Linked DNA regions of Gossypium arboreum: region 2 is linked to region 1. A link is a contact called in public Hi-C data. All regions are on one chromosome and are shown on one strand. The core of a region is the stretch at or near the end of the contact, and the rest is flanking DNA. Distances in the headings are between cores, read along the strand shown.

What was found. Hi-C and Micro-C count contacts between places; a contact is called where the count stands out from the background.
Region 2: a contact with region 1 is called in a Hi-C map of leaf, with 4 times the contacts expected there. The contact joins the promoter of LOC108464790 here to the promoter of LOC108464792 in region 1. A contact is called at or near these places in 2 of 5 Hi-C or Micro-C datasets (both in leaf).

What each region holds. Positions count from the first base shown.
Region 1 is chr13:79,331,737-79,339,656 of ASM2569848v2, forward strand. LOC108464792 (E3 ubiquitin-protein ligase PRT6-like) reads right to left here and starts at 3,000. Exons shown (of 18, transcript XM_017765064.2): 1 at 2,752-3,000; 2 at 2,400-2,607; 3 at 1,115-2,227; 4 at 1-880. The coding sequence starts at 2,453.
Region 2 is chr13:79,596,282-79,604,201 of ASM2569848v2, forward strand. It overlaps LOC108464790, which reads left to right and starts at 3,693. Exons shown (of 5, transcript XM_053024319.1): 1 at 3,693-4,037; 2 at 4,128-4,219; 3 at 4,311-6,334; 4 at 6,336-7,705. The coding sequence starts at 4,354.

The sequences.
Region 1 (7,920 bases), core at 1,750-4,249:
ATTCCCTTAAACTCAAAACATGTAGAGTCGCTACTCCTATGCCACTGTCTGTCTCCATGGCACTGACATCCAAACCCATATAATCGCATGCAACAGGATCAATTTCAGCTGAAGAGCTTGTACTCTCAGAGCCTATATTTTTAGCAATCTCCATTTCATCACTTGCTCGATTTCCACTATATACAGGTGAAGAACATTGTGAGCTCTGATTTTCACTTGAACCAGTTAGCTTCCCAAAATATTTGCCTTTCTTAATGTTGTACAAGGTTTTCTTTATTGCCAAAAAATTGCTATCAGAAATGCCACTACTATTTGAAGAAGATAAACTCTGAAGAGCAGCAGGGGTCCCGCCATCAACTTCCAACCAAGTCTCCAAAGCCCTCAAGCACTCCTGTATTAACCAGATGACAGTGGAGGGAATTGAATGATATATGGAATCAGATCCTATTTCAGTAGCCTTTGAAACACTCCTTCCTGTTACACTACAAACAGAACTCTCTTGGGAGAGCCTTCCTACTTTTGCATGTCTTATGCTATCTCCATCATCCACATCTTGCATATAAACGTAAGGAAGACAGCTTGCCCCTTCATTTGTGGCAACAGAAAATGCACCATCTACCAGAAGGGAGTGAATATTGGCAATAGAATGGCTTAAAACAAAAAGCAAATGCATAGCCTCATTTTCTTCTTCAATATGGAGGCCAGTTTCCCTCTTAATAGGGTTCATCCCTTGCACAAAAGTCAAAAGCTTTAGCCAAGCTCTTAAGAAGTCCTTCTGTTCATGGATTGCATATCTGGAGACTACATCATGGCTCATAACAACCCGGATGTCTTCAATTACACGGTTAGTGGTATCATACAAACTTCCCCACTTAGCAGCCTGCAAAAGAACAAAACAAAAAGACTTACATAGACTGTAAAACTTCTAACGCATTACTAGTAAAATAAATTTTTCAATAACTGCTTTCAGGAGTTATTGTTTTCATTCCTATAACCAAATGGACATACAATGTGAGCAAATCTCAGGCTCTATTCTCTTTTCAATGCCCAAATCATTTGTCCTCAAGTAATTTTGGCCTAGTACACAAAAGGAATCAAGAATAATAGAAATTACCAGCAAACGACCATCTTCTCGAGCGCAAGAAAGAAAAATGTTTTCCAAGCATTTCAGTAGCATGTCCAATAGGTTCATCTCCTTCACAAGACGAGGAGTTAGTGTTGGCACTGTGAATATTTGTACAGAGAAAGTTGAGATCAGTGGGTATTTCTTATTGAAAATGCTGTCACTTCCCTCTTTTATGGCTTCATGTATAACAGTTGGGTAGTAACCTAAAAATGCTTTAGAAAATTCATTTTTGAAGATAGGCTCTGCCAGCAATTTCAGCAGCAGTTCATGGAGCTTCTTCACGACACCATCACCAAAGAACCTCTCTGCTCTAACCAGAATATCCAATAAACCATCTAGAGAAATTACACTCCTAGCTATAAAACTAAGCAAACTGTCACTACACTTGCAAAATTCTATAAGCATCTCAACAACCACATAAGTAAGCTCATTTGCAGCCTTCCTCTGCTTGGCACCACAGTCAGTTGCTCTCATATTCTCCTGAAATATACATTCTGCTGCCAATAGCTTGTTTTTCCAACAAATAAAGAGTGCATCAAGCACTGGACCAACAGAGTTTGCTAAGTTATCATCGAGTGGTCGAATCTGTTCAGAACCTTTATGCTTCGTGCAGAACCCCTCCTGTTTCCATGCCGTTTCATCCCCACAATCACAGCAACCGCCACCGGTATAGATAATCGTATAGTCATGATCCTTGTGATTCCCATTCTGGAAACAGGGAACACAAATAGCACAAGTTGGATCATGCTCACATGTCCGGCACCTATATGCAATGTCATTCGATCCCCAAACTGCACCACAAACACCGCGTTGTTCAACACTCGAGTCCTCTAGGTTTTTCAAAGTGTTTGTCGGTTCACCCTGAAACATCAGCCACTGCAACCAAACCATACTCTCACGAAATTGATTTTTCATACTTAGGCACATCCATTTCTTAGACCTTAAACTAGCATCTTGTATTGACTCAGCCACATCCTCATCTGTAGGTAAGAGTGCGGAAACTATCTGTGGCAACAATAATCCATTACCATTAACAAAATCAATTATCCCCTCATAACGCTTCTCAAGGTACTCCATTGGAATCCCTAAAGCAGCTAACCTCTGATTACAAAATCAATAGTTCTTTTCAGCAATTCAATCCAATATTAACAAATCCACAAGGTATAATTAGAAAAAAAAAACAAAGAATAATAAAATAAAATAAAACTTCAACATTTTCACATTTTCACCTAATTGAATAATCAGAGGGAAAAAAAAAGAACAGTGAACATACCCGTACGACTCGATCACGGGGCCTAATCGGGGAAGAATCGGCAGGCGATTCCATTTTATTACGGAAAATCAAATGCCAGTAACGAAGCAGCCAATCAGCGCAATACAAGCACGGCCGTAATCTGGAGCCTTCTTCACTCCCCAGGTTTACTTCTTCAATGGAATTTCTTTTATCAAATTTGAAATTACCCAAAGGAAATTATCAAGTCCTGAATTGCAGAAAATTCCCAGTCAGTCGTTCACTTTGGGCATAGCATTGATGCGAACAGACCCATCGGTATTCCTCATATTTATACATAAAATATATTAATTCAGTATTTATGTAAATAATAATATCTCACTCTTGGCTTAACTGGTCTTCCTTCAAGGCGGTGGTGCAAGATTGCCTGGAATAATCTGAGAGATAGCGTGTTCTTGCTGTCCTCTGTTTGGATAATAATTATAATAATAATCTCACTTCTAAAAGCTTCATTGTTGCTTAAAAACCTTTATTGATGTCTTCCGTAAGAAAGATTAACCTTTTTTTAATTTTCCTCCTAGTGTTGGATTTTGGACTTGGGGGAGGGTAAAACCGATCCATCCATGTCTTATATGTGGGCTAAGAAACCCGGCCTTTAATGGCCTTTGTGACAATGGATTGCCTGCCTCTCTTCGGCGTTGCTGGGTTTAGAATATTCCACCCATTTAGACTTGGAGTAATTGCAAGAAAAGTCACATAATTGTACACTTGGTTATGTTTTTAGCACCCAACTATTATTCTTTTCAATTTAATCACAATTTTTTTTTTAAAATTAAATATTTTAACCACTCTTCCATTAATTTCGTTAACTCAGTAATTGAAGTCTAACATGGGCTTTAATTATTGGCCTAATAACAAATTCAATCTTTCAATTTATTTTTCAATATATAAATATACATTTCATATGAATCTATATTACTTTAAAGTAATTCTAATTCACAGTTTACAAAACATTTTAAACATTTCTAGTATTTAGCATCTATTTTTTTTTATGAAAAATCGGTCACTTTATTGGAAAACCAAATAGCCAAACATAGGGCAAAAGTTGAAGAAGAAGCCCCAAAGGACAGACGCCCTACAAAAATTAAGGGAGGTCTATGAGGCGACGATCTTCATTAGCAGCAGAACAACTGAATCAAGAGCTTCCTCCACCCAAAACTGATCTTCGCCTCTCTGTAACCTATCACGAGCCATTGCATGCGTGACCCTATTCCCATATCTACCCACAAACTAAAAGTGACAAGTATAGAGTGCTTTTGAAAGCTCCTTGGCTTCCCAAGTTAATGCACTAATCTCCAATAGATCCTCTACCGTATCAACTAATTTCTCAATGGTAGCTTTAAAATCCCCTTCTAAACTATTGAATGGAAACCTATCTCATAAGCAAATCGAAGACCGTGAACAACTACCAGTGCTTCAGCAGCAAACGCCGACCACACAGAACATGTAAGTTGGTTGCATGCTCTTAAAATTTGGCCCAATTCATCCTAAATAATAACTTCTGAACATGATTTCCTTTGTGCAAAGACAAAACTCACATCCGCATTTACCTTAACCATGTTAGAAAGTGAAAGAGACCATTTAACGAGAGCACTCAAGTTCGAACGAAGAGAAATAGTAGTCAAAGCTGCTAGTTCTACACAGTAACCGCGAATGAAGACCACTAATTCCCCCACTCCCTGGTGTGTACCCTCATACACTAACTTATTATTGGTATACCAAAGAGTCTATAATACAATTGCTAGTTCCACACAGTAACTGCGAATGAAGACCACCAATTTTCCCACTCCCTAGTGTGTACCCTCATACACTAACTAATTATGGGTGTACCAAAGGGTCCATAATGTAACAGCACACGCCAGTGTGCTTAGGCCATGTGGCGAATTGAATTCTCAAAATTAAGTGCAGACTTCACACAGCTTGGGTACACGCTTATGCCTAAGGCCGTGTCCTCCACACGACTAAGACACACGGCCGTGTCTCTGCCAGTGTGTTTACTACTGGGCATTCTATTTTGCATTAATTAGGGTGCAGGAGACACACGGCCGGATCACACGCCCATGGGGTAGATCGTGTGTCTCACACGGCCTAGAAACATGTCCATGTGGACAATTTCTAGGCTATTTTCCAAGCCATTTGCCACCCTTGAACACTCACCCACCTACACTACCTTCATGGCATGCAACATGACACCTTGAGTTAGTCAAGCATTCACATACATGGTTAATTTATAACTTGGTAGTGTCAACATATCACATACTTAAACCATTAGGCTTTCATATGGCAGTTCACACCAATTTCATATCTATTCATCATTATACCACATTTATTGTCATACACATTAATCACAAACAATCACAACAAGGACAAACACACTTACATGCATGCATAACTAATTAGGGTTACAACCCAAATAATCAATATGAGCCACCTCTCATGGCCATATACAAAATGAATCATAATACCATAATGAGCCAACACATTTGGCTAATCAATATGACACATAACAAAAAAACTAAGTCCCTATACATGCCATACTCAAAATGTTAAGACTAGCTATACCCAATTATTCAATTGATAGTGTGATCGAAAACTCCGGCGTTCTCCGATCCCCAAACTAGCTTGGCGACACTATAAGAAAAGAAAAAAAAATGGGGTAAGCTTTAAAGCTTAGTAAGTTCACATGCAAATAATAAGCAACATAAATCATACAATTAAAATAAGGTAAAGTTTCATAAATGTCATTAAGTCTCATAAGCATAACTTTCTTATGTGCATTCTGTAAGAGTATGCCCAAAGATCAATCACGAGATGGTTGTAATAACATACTTGATTTATCATGTTTATTGATATAAGGCGTTGCCATTATTATTTCAGTTTCTTTTCTGTGTACATAAATAAATTGTTTTATAATAATGTCCTGAGAATAATATGATTATTCTTAAAAGATCCTTAGTCAAGTATTATTGTTGGCTAGGACAACAATAATGCATTAAGACTAACATGTAGTTGATTGATGATAAAGAGTTGTCATTGATATGGAGTGTCAAAATCAATGCATGAATATGTGTGTTAGAGAACAACATATTGGACCTGACTCGCTATGAGTATGTTTCTTGGATTATTATGTAATTGTCACAACATTACTCATAGTGATTAATATGTATATGATCCTCATACTTGAGATCATCATTATCCCAACATCGTGAGTTGTATATTTTGATATAGTCAAACGAACATCGTGGCTCGGTTGTTCTATAAAGACTAATGTTGGATATACCACAATCTATGTAGAGGGATATGGTTGATCAATATAGGATAAGTCCCTCCTACATAATGGGAATAATATCTTAGGCCACTTGATTGAGTGAGACTAGAAATGCATGGCCATGCTCAAATAAGTTGATATGGGATGTCATACTTATTTGTGTATCATAGTTCACTTAAGGTATCAAGAAACATGGGATGGACTATGCAAGTGTGACTATTCCATGACTTGTGTCCATTCCAAAGATATAGGACTTAAGGATTAATGCATGAAAGGTTAATTACAAAAGGTTATGTCGAATCATGACTTCTCGTAACTTAGGTAGCAATGATGCATTGCTAGATGCCACTCATTGTTTGTAACATTAGAATCATTCTAATATTACTGCTAACGTTACAAGAACCTATAGGGTCACACCCTATGGTTGAAATGAACGGATTAAAACATAGTTGGTATTGTATTCTGATTGTCAGATGAATTTGGTTCTTATATAAGTTTAAATAAATATAGTTTACCGAAATCTTTATTATAATTAATGTAATTATAATTTTCGGTTAAACATTTTGTATTTATTTTAATGATGACTATTATGTTGATTAATTTTAATGAATTAATATTCATTAAAAAGATATACCAATTAAAAGGGTGTTATATATGGCAAGGGTAAAAAACCTTAAAAAGATAATATATAAATAAGCTCGAAACTATGCTAAAGGGTCTAGCAGCCATCAAGCATAAAAATCACTGAAATAGTTTCTGAGATTTTTCTACCGTTCATTGTCAACTGGGTGGACTACGTAGAGGCCGACATCGGAAAGGTTGCAGCTTGGTTCGATAGTGGTTCAGGATTCCCGTTGCCTAGGCGGCGCTATCTACTCAGATTGAAGTTTCGGTAATTTCGAAACCTTTTATCACCTCGATACGTTCCTTACACATGGATCCATGGTTTGGATCGCCGGAATATTTTTAATTATTTTATTTTTCCCCTGCGCCTTGGAGGCACCGGCGTTCCAACAGTGGTATCAGAGCCACTTGTGTGATCGGACTCGGGTTTAAATACTTGGGTGATGCAATTGTATGAGATGCATGTTTCAATTTTATTATGTTTTTCTGTTTAAATCGTTTAAGCAGAATCTGATAACTGTTCCTTTCGATAAGTGATTAAATGTTAATCATGGTGTTATGCCCTATTCGATTTTATGTTATTGCTGTAAAATTTAATAAATCTGTTATAATGTAGCGGTGATTTTACAATTTCCAGTTAGAGTTTACTGGCCAATAGAACAAAGGGTTGTTCAGGTATGAAACCTCAAGGATTAAAATCCTAAAAATACGATTCTGTTGATAAAAGTTATCAAATCATGAGGTTTCATTCGACTAGGGTATGCGGTTCGTACCGCGGGGGCTCTACCCCCGCACCTCCATCATCTTCCAGTATGTTTTGTAATAAATAAAACTTAATGGGCCATAAAAAGGTTGAAAGGATATTTTAATATTTTACTTGACAAAAACGTTGAATGATATATGTTATTTTTGAAATGCACGGTGTTTGAAATGCATAGTTATAGCCCGATGACCCATTTGATAAAAGGTTGTAATTTTATAAATACGGCCTGCGTGTCGTGCCTTACTACTATTCTTTTGTATTTCTCTTCTCATCTTACTCCCTCGTATGTAAAACGAGTTTTTGAATTTTGTAATTTGTAAAAGTTGCCGTGGACTAGACGAGAAGGAAGATGGGCCAACTAGTGTGGATCGATAGCTTGTGAAACAGTTTACACCTTTAGGTTCCCTTTTGGTTCTCCTATTGGTTTGGGTTGAACCACCATAGTTTATAGGCTATAACTATTGCATTTATTTATTGCTTTACTTACTTATGTATGAGATGCTATGGATGTCTAAAGCATGCATATTTGGTAATAATAAACCCCATTAATTGATGAGATTATTTAAAAGATTAAATGGACTAAAGTAGACCATAGTTGGTGAGATATAACACTGTAATAAAATCCCTCTTTTAAAATATTAAGTCAACATGGCCTTCCAATTTATGCCTTCGTTAAGGCCTCGATCAATACTATGTAGGTTTTGCCAAAGCGAAGTGCTAGTATTTATCTTGGTTAAATGTGAAGAATAAACAAGTGATATTCGCTGGTTAAAAATTGGTTAATGACTTAACTAGGTTACTCTAATAGGATTAGAAACCTAGAGGCAAGTAATTTGGATAAATCATAA
Region 2 (7,920 bases), core at 2,443-4,942, 270 kb after region 1:
GAAAATTAAAAAATATATAAATTTTAGAAAATTTTAATTTTTTGAAAAATTGAAAAAATAATATCTTTTAAAAAATTATGAAAACATTAAAAATTAAAAAACAACGGTCAACTTCTATCAACGATGGGGTCACAACCGGTCAAAATCAATGTATTTTTAAAAATATTTAATTTTTAAATTTTTTTTACTTTTGAATTTAATTTTAAAATTTTAATTTTAATTTTAATAAACTTAATGTTACATGGCACATTCTATTTGGTAGGATGTGTTATGTGACACATTTTGATTGGTGTAACATGTTAACCAGTTTTTTAACGTGATTAAAAAAATGAATTGAACAGAATAATGGAGGATCATTTAAGTATCAAAATGAGACAAAAAATTAAATACTGAAATGAAAAAATGTATAACTTGATGCCAAAGTATGAATTTAAATATTTTATATATAATACAAAACTTTAAATATAAATTTTCTTTTGGTATTTTTTAATGGAAGAAGCTCTATGAGTTTGAGAAAATTAGTGAGAGTTTGTCTCTATTTAGTATTTATTGAAGAAAGTATGAGTATAAAAATATCTTTGAATATCATATGAGATTGCTGGAAATTTTTCAATTTTGTACTAATAAAAAGAATTAGGGGAATATAAAGAGTTGGTTTCCTTCCAATGAAAAATTAATAGGAAAGAAAGAAACAGGAAAAAAATAGAATAATAAAATATACCTTGACACATATAAGAATAGAGGTTTGAAAGTATGAGTTGTCAGTCAAAAGTTTCTTTAGGTTTCTCTCTGTTCTTTTATAATCATAAAAAATGAAAATTTTATTATATGAGTTTTACGCTAACCTACAAAATCTTTCATGAAAAAATATTTTGAGATCTAACACAAATAAACTTCTAAATAAATTAGTGTCATTGATTAACATGTACCAAACTAATGTAGTTTGTTTCATATTAGTTTCGGGCACAACGTTTTGATAAAAGACTAGAACAACTAACTTTTTATTTCATACTAGTAAAAATTTGGGCTTGTAGCGATTGTGCTGACTTATTCCATTAGCCAATTACATTGATCAAAACATTACGTATCAATTAGTGCATGAATAATGTTAAAAAATATTAAAATTTTTTGCTTTTATAGTAATAAATAACAAAATTTTAACCGTTAAAGTTCACCGAACTAAACTTAAAATTTAAGGTTTAAAATTAAAGTAGAAAATAAATAATAAAATAAGTAAATAGTTTATATAATAAAAATAAAAGGAAAAATTAGACAAATTTTTAAAAGTTTCACAAGCGCAGTTTCATGTATATGTTATAGAGTATATTTGAATAATTATCTTATACAATGTTAATGGAGTAAAAAACTCCACAAATAGGTCAGGTTAATGTTATTTGTTTTAGGGTATTATAAAATAATAATTAAATAATTAAAAAATACTTGGCATCATCTTAATCCTACTTGTGGGTTTTTATTCTACCTACAGTGGACAAAATAATTATTCTTCCATTTTAGTATGAGATGTTTTTTTGGGGTAATCTTATTGTTTAATGTATATAAGATATTTTTTCTTTATTCGGATTTGTCGAATGATAGAGTTTTATTAGCAAATTTATTGATAAATATTTTATATAACCGATGATATTTTGTACTTGAAATTTATTTAATTTTATTCATTTGATATTTTTATTATATTTTTAAGAATACGGATAAATCCTAAACAATACTCCAAAACAAATTAGTATCGATACCCATTAGTTCCAATAGAAAAACGATGCATCCACCGATGCCACTAACTATCTTGGTAATTAATTGAGAAAATACTAATACACCATTTCTTTTAAATGATAACTAATATTATACTTTTATGTTATCTATACTATATTTAAATAATTTCTTGAGTTGATGTTACCCTTAATTGGACTATAAAATTGTAAAAATATCATTTCTTACAAATTATAATTAAAATTATTATGATGACACATTTATTTTTTCATATTTTTATATATCTTTAAATAAAATAATTAAAATGAAAATTTTAATCATGAGTACGTGTTCATAAAAAATTAAAACATAAATTTATTATCACCTACCTATATTCATTATTAAATAATATTTAAAAGAAAATATTCTTTCCTTTCACCCAAAACAAAATCTAATTTTTAAATAAAATAAAGTAAAAACACCTAGGTAAAGATTCAACAAATGTTTAATCACATTCATATATCTATACTATTTATAAAGCTCTTTATAGAGTTGGTGTCACCCATTAATTGAGTCTTAAATTAGTCGAAAAAATTATTTTAATGTTCATTCGCATTTAAAGTAAATTATATTATTTGAGGGTATTTTAGTATTTTTATTTAAAAACAATAAAAATATGCATATGATGGGATTTAAACATATGTTAATTAAGTTAGCAAATCATTAAATTTACCAGTCAACTGAAGTTTTATTTTAATACTTTTTATTCATTTTAATTTTGTTATAAGTATTTTATTACCTCCATCAATTGTATATTTATATTTAGGGGTGAGCAAAACTCTATTCACTAAAAAATCAATAAAAATATGCATATGATGAGATTTGAACATATGTCAATTAAGTTAGCAAAATTTTAAATTAACCACTTAACCAAAGTTTGATTTTAATATTTTTACACATTTTATTTTTATTATGCACTTTAGGTTAAATTCGATATTAGATCCTATACTTTGCTCAAGTTGTGGATTTAATACTTATACTTTAATTTGGTTATTTTCGGTCTTTATACTTTTAGATTTGAAAATTTTAGTCCTAACTAAATGATAATTATTAAATCCATAAAGTTATGTTATTTTAAAATTTGATGTGTCAAATATATTATCACATGTGAAATGCTATATATTTTTTGTTTTTGTTTTTACATATTACTAACAAAAAATCAATTAATAGATTTAGCGATTGTTGTTTGCATTAATACTAAAATTTTGAAATTCAAAACATATAGCCATTAAGAATGATCTAATTAGTGAACATGGACTAAATTTATAACTTTACGCATAATACTATACTAATGGCATAATTTAACAAAATAGATTTAACTATTACCATTACGTCAGACTAAATTTTAAAATTCGAAAAAAGTATAAGGACTAAAATTAATTAAATTAAAGTACATGTACTAAATCCACAATTTACACAAAGTACAAGTTCTAATAACAAAATTTGACCTACACTTTATTACATCCATCAATTGTATCTATATTATTAATAAAATCTCTAATTGAGTTGGTCTCACGAGTCAACTCGACACCAACTTGATTAGAGAAATTACAGAAATGACCTTCTATATTTAAACCAAATTATATTATTGGAGTGTATTTTAATCTTTTTAATTAAAAAAGAATAAAAATTATGCATATAACGGGACTTGTATCCATACTTAAATTTACCAAGCAATCAAGATTTTATTTCAATTTATTTATATATTTTAATCGAATACATTTAGTAATCTTAATATAATATATTTATGTGTTTAAATTTTATTTTATTTATAATTTAATTTAATTTTTATCTTAATATTGTACATATTTTATATATTATTTTAAATACAAATTTATATTTTAAATAGAATAGAATTTCAGGTGCATCATAACTTCTTTACTAGCACCTATAATAATTATTAAATAAATTTTAGATAACATGTCTTACGTTACCCACATATACACGTAGTAATAATGATATTAGGAAGTAGAAAGCGTCTTTCCTTTCCGTTTTCGATCACTCACTTTCTTGATCTTCTTTTTGTGCCACCCCACATTTCCTTTCTATTCTCTGCAAAACTACTTAATAAACAAATGTGAGAGAGAGAGAGAGAGTGACACCATCACTACTTCATAGCTGTTTTAATAAGTAAGCAAAAAAATAAATAAAGAGAAAAAAAAAACAAAGCTGAAATTTAATTAATGATTTCTTTGTATTTAAGATTTTTCAGAGTTGCCTTCAGTTTCAATTTCCCAAGTATTAAAATCCTCGGGGTTTCTGGGTTTTTCCAGGTATTGTTGAGTTTTTATCTCTTGCTTGAAGCTTTCAATTTTACGTGATTCAGCTCTGTTTAAAATTTTATTTTGATTTTTTTTTGTCAGTTTCATCACTGGAGAACTCTTAATTGTGCTCTTTAGCTATTGGGTTGATCTTAGTTTGATTGCTCTGTCTTTCATTTAATTCTATCTCTAAGGTGAGTTCATTCATAAATTTTATAATATATTTGTTTCTTTTGGATCCAATTGTTTTTTTTTTTTTTGAACTGGTTCTTTTTTTCTTAACAGTTTGGAAGTCAAGGAGATAAAAAGTTTATCATTATAGTGAGAGATGGGAACTCAAAGATTGGAATTTGGAGTTAGAGTTAGGAAATTAATGGTGATATCAGTTAAAATATGTTATAGATCAGTTTGGAATCATCCATTTTTTTTGGGGTTGGTTTGCTTTTTGATGCTTTTGTATACCTCATTTCCTTTGTTATTTTCTGCTTTGGTTACTGCATCTCCTGTTTTGGTCTGCACTGCTGTTTTACTTGGTACACTATTGAGTTTTGGGTCACCATACATACCTGAAATCAATGAAAAGGAAGAAGAAGAGAAAGCTAGCCATCATATTCCAGAATTGAAAACCAGGGCTACTGAGCACAATACTGTTGTGGAGAGATATGTAGGTGGTGATGATTTTGTTGAAGAAAGACATGTAGGGGAGAGGTGGGGTATAGTCAAGAATGCTGAGGAGAAAGTTAATTTGGTCGATAATGAGGTTGGTGAAGTCGAGGAAGATGATGGTTCAGTTCGTTATAAGCTGTTGGTGGATGACGATTTGGATTCTAGGGATATTCATTGTGAGAATGGGGTGATTGATGAGGTAGAGGGATCATTGAATGATTCGTTGGTGGAGAAGAAGAGGGAAATCCAGGAGGAGATTCTAGGAAGTGAAGGCCAGTTGAGTATGGTGCAGGCATCGGATGATCATCATGTTTTGACGGATACAGTAGGAGATAGGAATCTTGAAGTGGAGGATTGCAAACTCAGAGAAGATCTCAGTGATGAACAAAGGGATGATGAATTCGATTCTCTGGTGTTCTCTTGGAAATATGCTGTGGACAATGAGGATGATGGTGATGATGAATCGTTGGATTTTGGTTCTGATGGTGCTGAGAGTTCCTCTCCTGATGCTTCAATGGCTGATATAATTCCGATGCTTGATGAATTGGATCCGCTTTTGGGCTCTGGAGCTCCACAACCAGCTCAGTTTTCTGATAATGGTTCAGATGCCATCTCAAAGAGGTCTCATGATAGTAATAATGATGAAATTGTTGAGTCCGATGAGTTAGAAAACCAAAGGGAGGAAGATGATGATGACGACGATGAGAAGGATGCGGGCGATGGAGCTAAGGAAGATAAAGAGGATGAAAGTAAATCCGCAATCAAATGGACAGAGGATGATCAAAAGAATCTCATGGATTTGGGGACTTCAGAGCTCGAAAGAAACCAACGATTGGATAATCTTATTGCAAGGAGAAGAGCCCGTAAAAACATGAGATTGATGATTGAGAAGAATCTGATGGACGTGAATAGTGCTAATATTCCCTTAAACATTACACCAATTTCTACAACAAGACATAATCCATTTGAATTTCCATATGATTCCTATGCTGACCTAGGGTTACCGCCCATTCCGGCGTCAGCTCCGACTATTTTGCAGCCAAGAAGAAACCCTTTTGATCTTCCTTACGACTCGAGCGAGGAAAAACCTGATCTTAAAGGAGATAGTTTCCAGGAGGAGTTTGCTGGTTTTAATCAAAGGGAAACAGTTCCCCAAAGAGAAGCCTTCTTACGAAGACATGAAAGCTTCAATGTGGGACCAGCATCTTTAGGTTTTCCTCAGCAAGAGCTTAAGTGGAAACCATATTTTGTCCCAGAGCACTTAGTAACTGAAGGATCTAGCTCTTCTTCATTCCATAGGCAGTCAAGTGAAGTTAGTGAGTCGAAGTTGAGTTCTGTTCCTGATACTGAATCAGTGAGTTCAGTTGTGGATGAGGAGGACAAGTCATATGAGCAAGACATTTCTCAAGAAACTGAACTGGTCACAAATGAAGATCATGTTTCTTTCCATGATGAACAAGAGAGCATATCGTCTGGGGATGTTGAGCTTGCAGGTGTTGATCAAGTTGAGAATAGAGGTGTTCACCTTGCTGTGGTTGGGATCACACTCGGAGATGGAGAAAGTCAGATGGAAACAGAATCAGATTTTCCTGAAGCTGGAGCAACTGCTCATGTGCAATTCAATATGACTGACAGAATCAAATTTTTCTGAAGCTGGAGCAACTACTCATGTAGAACTCAATCCAAGTGACATTTATCCCAGAACAGGGCCAGTTGACGAGGATTTTAGCAGTAGGTTCATTTTGTCATCGCTATCAGAAATAGATGAAAAGATATCTGATTTAACTGGAGTAGGAGCTGCAGGTTTTGAACCGAGAGGTCATGAAATTAAAGAATCTTCCATATCCATACAACCATCATTTGAAGAATCAGAATTCCATTTTACAACTAGGGTGGTGGATGATAATCAGCATAGTGAACCTGTTTATGATTCAAGTCCATCAGTTGAGAAGATCCTCTCATTTTCATCTGTATCTTCTGAGGCACAAACTGAGACATCTGAAATGGGTGCACCCTCAATGTTTGTTGAGTCAATTGATAAGGAACCTGAAGGGCATGGTGAAACAAGAGAACAGGGTACTTCTAGTTTTCAAGAGATGCATGCAGCATCCTTGGATTTGTTTGAAAACGAACCAAGGGTAAGGGATCTACCAGAGATCAGTGTGCATGATGGTATATATGCTGGTTCATCAGGGTTTTCTTCCACTTTTTCCGATCATAATGTATCACCGGTGCCTAAATCTGTGGTTGAATATGTTTCAACAGATGCAGGCTCGTCATCTTCTGACGAAGGATTGGAGGACAGTTTCTCAAAAAAGGAAGACAGCTTTATCCAGAATCAAGAGGACTTATTGAGCCTTGGTGCAGAGATGAGTCTTGCTGCTGAGCAAGGAATGGGTAAGATTTTGGATTGTTTACCAGAAGAACAACAGCATCTGATGAACCCCGTTGAATTTTCAGAGGCTGCACCAGGAGATTGGCATGCAGTTGTAAAGGAAGACACTCTGCTTGAGCTATATGAAATACATTCGTCAAGTTCATCAGAGCATAACTTAGTAGGGGGTGGTGCTAGGCCCAAGGAAGAAATCATCCAGACTGAATGCTGTCAAATGCATTTGTCAAACTTGGATGCAAGTCTTGATGTTGAAGCCCACCATGATAAGGGTGAGGAATTGTCTTCCACAGCTTTGACTCACCAGGCTATGCCTTACAATGATGAAAGTTCATCCACAGAGGATGAATATTATCACATAACAGTGGCTCAAGTTAACCCTTCAAAGGCTAACCTCAGGGAGGTGCTTAAAACTGACTCTGAAATGGGTCAAGTTCAACCAATATATTCGGATTCAAAGATTGATTGTGGTGTTGACCATGATATGAATTTGGAGGGAATTCCTTTTAACTCTAGTTATCAAGCTCTGCCTTCTAGAGAAAACCCACCAGCATTGGAGAAACAGCTGATGCTGTCTAAATCTACGGATGAACCATCCATTGATGAACATGATAAGCTGGAGGTAAGTTTTCAAAGGAATTTCTTATATTTGTTTAAATTACCTCATGTGGCTGAATTGACATACTTCTTTGAAGAGTAATCTTATCCATATTTTGCATGTTTTGCCTTCAATAATTTCTTTAATTTGTTAAATATCAGATGTTATCTTTCTTTTTCTTTCTTTTGCCTTATTTTTATAAAAGAACCTTTAATGCCAGCAATGATACTATTTTTGAG